Linked DNA regions of Conger conger: region 1 is linked to region 2. Evidence: chromatin contacts called from public Hi-C data. All regions are on one chromosome and are shown on one strand. The core of a region is the stretch at or near the end of the contact, and the rest is flanking DNA. Distances in the headings are between cores, read along the strand shown.

Region 1 (2,984 bases), core at 72-2,571, 140 kb before region 2:
AAATGGCAGGCAAAGTAACTTCTCTTAAATAGGACAATAAAAGTATCACTAGACTAAAGAGAGAGAACCTGGATTCCAGAGAGGAACAGAAGAGCACAGATGACATCACAGCCCATGACAGAGGGGCCAGAACAATGAACACATACCGTAACTCGCCCCCTATCTAGAGTTTCTTGTTTTTACTCTTATCAGATGGTAAAATTCACTAGAATTGTAGTGAAGGGGAACTTCCATTATCGGACCAGTGATTTGTGCATCACAGCAGAGGATGGTACATCATAAATCATAACTGTGGTGCAGTGCAAACAGTGAAAACTGCTCAATCATGCATTATCTGAATAACATGAAATGAAAGTAAAACTGCTATACTAAAATCAATTCATATTGATTGAATTCATCTTTTTACTTGCTTTTCGTGTACATGTTCATGTACACGGTGGTTGTTTTCTTGCCTATGAATATTATAACTTGATACCGACAGGTCAAAGATTTGTAGCAGTCTGTTGAACGGCAGGTAAAGGTCTGAAAATGCGCTGAATTGTGTTCAAGACCACTGATCATAGCTTTTCTTATCTGGCCTATCATCCAACGTTTTAGTCATACGACGCATTTGCTGTAGACAACTTTTGACAAGATAAAAACACGATGGCATGAGGCGTGCACCAAAAGACACCTCGAAGTTTATTACGATGACGGAAACGACGGCGAGATACTACGACACACGACGATATACAAAAACATATGGCGACGACTTCATTATCCACTATCGAGCAGGAGTCCAAGTAGAGCAACTACTAGCATTACACATCTTAACGTCTAAGTTATAACTAATACGGTGCGTTGTTACTGGCTGTACCCGCTAAAACAACGCAACGACAGAAAAAAGTTAGTTAAAGCAAGGTTCATTGAGGTGTTACAACAATAGCTAGTCTGCTGACCATGAAATATCATTTGACAACCGTGTCAGCTGCAACTGATAAAGCAGTGGCTGCTCTGTGGAGAGCATGTAAATTCCGTGTCGTACACTTCAAGGGGCAAGGGCAAATGCAAAAACACATACCTCCCAGGAACCTTGGCGTTTCTCCTCCAAAACTGAATTTTATTATCGTTGGCCATGCTCGGAGAAGTGCCCGGATACATTTCACTCCAGCCCTGCGTCCGATTTCTTTAACGAGCTCACCATGGGGAAACACTGAAAAACAATCTGTAACAGATGACGGTTCTGATTTACATTTCAGACCCGCAATTGCAGCTGTATTGAATGTCATTAATGTTATTTTATTTCAAATAATGGAGCGCGTAAAACACAGGAATGGAAGCCGCCATCTTGGAGTGTTTTGAAGTCGAACTGTCATTGGAGGATGTACTTGACAGGTGCAGAGTGAATAACCAATAGAAACAGGGATTGCCACAGTTAGGGAGGGAATTGTCATTTGATTGACGTCACCAGACATCCACAGGTGTCGCATCCCGTTTTGGCAGGTGAAATGTGACGTTACACTCAATGAGCACTTTATTAGGTGTTTGACTTTCTTTTTTTCTTTTTTAGGCTAAGTCTTCTGCTGCTGTACCTAATCCACTTAGAGTTTTAATGCGTTGTGTGTTCAGATATGCTCTTCTGCATACTACTGTTGTAATGCGTGGTTATATGCGTTACTGGCCCTTCTCCTCTGACCTCTCTCATTAACAACACATTTCTGCCCGCATAATTGCCGCTCAGTGGAAGTTTTTTGGTTTTTGCACCATACTGAGTAAACTCTAGACTGCGTGAATCCTAGGAGACCCCTTCACGTTTTGCACATTGTGTGATAGATGTAATTTTAAATTGATAAAATTGCCAATTTTGCCCATCAATCTACATTCAATAACTATTAATGGCAAAGTGAAAACAATATTTTAATACAAGTTTATAAAAAATCTAAAACTGAAATTTGTAATTTAGATAAATATTCAGACCCTTTGGTGTGACACTCCAAATTGTGGTCAGGTCCACCCTGTTTGCTTTAATTATGTGTCTAGGACAGGCATTGGAGTCCACCTGTGACAAATTGAATTTATTGGTCATAGCTTAGAAAGGCATACACCTGTGCATATATGGTCCCACAATTCACACTGCATGTCAGGACAAAAACCAAGCCATGAAGTCCAAGGAACTTTCTGTAGACATCCACAATAAAATTGTGGCAAGGCATAGATCAGGGAAAGGGTATCAAATAAATATTTATAAAACTAAACCTGAGACATTTAAAGGACTCTTATAGCATGAGGAAAAAATATTCTCTGGTCTGATGAGCCAAAAATGTAACTCTTTGGGCAGAATGTCTGTCAAACACCAGGCACCGCTCATCACCTGGCTAATTCCATCCCTACGGTGAAGCATGGCGGTGGCAGTATCATGCTATGGGGATGCTTCTCAGTGGCAGGAGACTGGTGAGAATTGAGGGAAGGATGAATGCAGCCAAATACAGAGCGGTCCTTGAAAGAAAACCCGCTCCAGAGTGCACGCAACCTCAGACTGTGGCGAACGTTCACCTTTCAGCACAAATGACCCGAAGCATACAGCCAAGACAACGCTGGCTTTGGGACAAGCCTCTGACTGTCCTCAGACTTAAACCTCATAGAACCTCTATGGAGAGACCTGAAGATGGCAGTTCATAGATGCGTCCCATCCAATATGATGGAACTTGAGAGGATCTGCTAGGAAGAATGGGATAAACTGCCCAAATACAGGTGTGCTACTGAATTAAGGGCCTGAATACTTATATGAATAATACATTTAAGTTTTAGATTTTTAATAAATGTGCAAAAATTTCTACAAATGTTTTCACTTTGTCATTATGGGTTATTTAGTTAGATTGATGGGCAAAAATGACAATTTTATCCATTTAAAGTTACATCTACAATTTAATAAATTGTGCAAAAAAAAGGGGTCTGAATACATTATGAAGCCACTGTAAAAGAACATGAAAGGTAGCCCAGGCAGT
Region 2 (2,969 bases), core at 2-2,501:
GTGGAATCCCTTTCAGTGGCATGGAGGTACATTGTGATCAACTTCTGCGCAATTCACATGTATTAACATGTATTCACATGTAAGCCTCTGCTTGCAATGGGTTCTTTGTCTTGGAGAATACCCTGCCCCGGGTCTTCATCACCCCAGGACTGAGTAAACATGGCTGGACTCCTGTGGTGAGAGTCTCAGCCTCCACATCTGTTCCTTCATCTCACACTGCATTCTGGGGCCAGAGCTCGACAGGGCATTTGGTTTGCAAAACCTATAATATGCACAGGGTATTTCTCTCCTTTACCACAACTGCAGAATACGTGGAATTGCTTTGCATTTCCAAAGTTATTTTAGGGAAAATACATATTGAAAAATATATAAAATCCATTATCTAATTGCACACCACCTGCAAGTGTAAACGTGATAAAATCCAGTCGAGAAACTGGTAAAAGTAGCAAGAAGTCTTTATCAGCAAAAGATGATATTGTGTGATAATGAGGTCTAAAAAAATTATCACAGTTATCACATCAATCCAGTTATAAAAAAAACTTTAGATACTAAGAGAAAATAGCTTTATAAAAAAATATATTATATGATGTCTACGAATCAGCATTACTTTTTGGTATAAGAATAAATGTGGTTTCGTAAATGTCGCTGTCGGGGTAACTGAGTGCATGACCGTAGAAACGCACGCAGAATGACAGGAATCTGCGGAAACAGGCAGCAGCTCTGAGCGAGCACATCCTGTTTATTATTCCTGCTCCTCAGACACAGCTCACATGTCAGATTTATGTCTGATTACTGGAGCCCGGGGATGCTGGCACTCGCAAGCGTGCATGACTGTAACATTACGCGCTTTTGATTGTGTGTTATTGCAGTTTTCAGTTACTCTGCTCCAGTGCAGCCACAGCTCTGCACATTGCTAACATATGGAAGGAGTTAAGAGGAGATTTCTAATAAATTTTTTGCAAACAAAATCCATGCGTTTTAGGGTAAAAATAAAAAAAATAAAACAGGTGTTGATTGTTGCTCTTCATGAATATGTTTTAAAAACAGTAGTTGGGATGATATGTAGGTGGGGGCGTGGGACGTTGGGGTGGAGTTTGCGTTTGCGTTTGCGTTTGCGTTTGCGTGTTCCCATGTTTGCGGTGTCAGTTTTGGTCAGATGCGTTGGGGTTTAATCTTCCCTGAGCAGTGTTGGTGCTTTTCCCATATAAAGCGCTGTGTGTGCCCTTTGCTCCAGCCACACATTTATCAGCTGTTGAGCGGGCTTTGGATCCACCGACCAGCCAGACAGCAGAGACGACACCCAGGGAAGGACACGCAGACACATAGACACACAGACACACAGAGCCGGTAAGGAGCACACTGGAGACAATATTCGTGTGTGTGTGTGTGTGTGTCTGTAAACATATACATGCATGTCAGCATGTGTGTGTGTGTATGTGTATATGCAAACATATACATGTGTTTAGTGTATATGTGTGTGTGTGTTTTTTTAAACATATACATGTGTGTCAGTGTATGTGTGTGAGTGAGTGTGCGCACTTGTGAACATGTCTCTCCTTTCTGATTTGTATGATTTACATAGTGTTGAAATATGGCTATTTAAAAGCATTAGTACGGATCAGTGTCAGCTATTTTTGTATTGACTATTACTATTGTATGACAAATGCATTAATACAATTGGAAGATGTGAACTATTAATTTTAAGATAATCTCAAGAATTTAAATGCAAATAAAATATAGGCAATTAAATAAAAGAAAAGTACATGTGGTATTAGGGTATAACTACATAAAAATGATTAAACTTTGGAAAGTGTTATTATACAAATAGCTAAAATGCTAAAATGACAAAAAATAAATTACTGTGAAGATAGAAAAGCATGTCCTCAATTTATTTTTTATTCCTACCATTATTATTATTATTATTATTATTATTATTATTATTATTATTATTATTATTATTATTATTATTACAACTATTATTATTATTATTATTATGATTATTATTATGATGATGATGATTATTATTATTATTATTATTATTATTACTACTAATATTATTATTATTATTATTATTATTATAAACAATGTCATACAATGTTTGTATTATGTCTAAAGTCTATTAAAAATAGAGTATAAAATATAGTAGAGTAAATGCAGGAAGAAGCAGCAGAGAGAATGCACTGTGTGGGGGCGAGGAGAGCAGTGAATGTAATTTATATTTTTACATCTTGAAGCAAAGAAACATTTGTTTTTAGAAAAATAAATATATTTTCATTAAGTACAATCTGAATGATCAGTAAAAAATAAGAGTAGTGTTAAATATAGAATAGAAATTTGCTGCATGATTTATAGCAACTTGTTGAACTTGAGTAAAGTGGATAAACATATGATTTGACATGATTTTTCCTTCAGAAAAGATCACATCCATTATGAGAGGGGAAGACAGGCAGTATATGAAAATAATTCTGCTGCTTTCATAACTGAATCCTGGAGGGGAAATTATAAGACTTTAGCTCATAATATTTAGAAAGTAGTCGACAGTCTAAACCTTACAGTATATGTTTGTTAATATTAGTTAAGATCATATTTGGTTGCTATAAATGATTTTAATCGCTTTAAAATCTGTTTGAAATCGAATTGGTTACATTGCTACAAATGGTTCAGACGGCTGTTTGTTGCGGTCTTCATATTGGCTGTGGGGAAATGGAAAATTACAAAAAAATGAAATATAGGCGCAAAATAAAAGACATCGCAGATTTAACTCATAAAAGCACATTAAATTATATTCTGCCCATGTCACTCAAATGGCTTCAGGTTGCTGATAATTGTATTATCTTTATTCATTGTTAAAAAAGGTCATGCTAACATAATAAATATAAACTAACTATAGCCTCTAACAATTAAAAATGCATTTGACACATTCCTGTGCTGATTGGCATCAACATGTCATTTCGTAACGCTAATATAAA

What was found. A called contact is a pair of places that touch in the nucleus more often than the background predicts.
Region 1: a Hi-C map of blood shows a contact between it and region 2, with 8 times the contacts expected there. The contact joins the promoter of tbc1d22b here to the promoter of si:dkey-8e10.3 in region 2. A contact is called at or near these places in 2 of 2 Hi-C or Micro-C datasets (blood and gill).

Annotation. Positions count from the first base shown.
Region 1 is chr10:38,475,462-38,478,445 of fConCon1.1, reverse strand. It overlaps tbc1d22b (TBC1 domain family, member 22B), which reads right to left and starts at 1,321. Exons shown (of 12, transcript XM_061258023.1): 1 at 1,061-1,321. The coding sequence starts at 1,140.
Region 2 is chr10:38,338,572-38,341,540 of fConCon1.1, reverse strand. It overlaps si:dkey-8e10.3 (serine/threonine-protein kinase SBK1), which reads left to right and starts at 1,251. Exons shown (of 4, transcript XM_061258635.1): 1 at 1,251-1,347.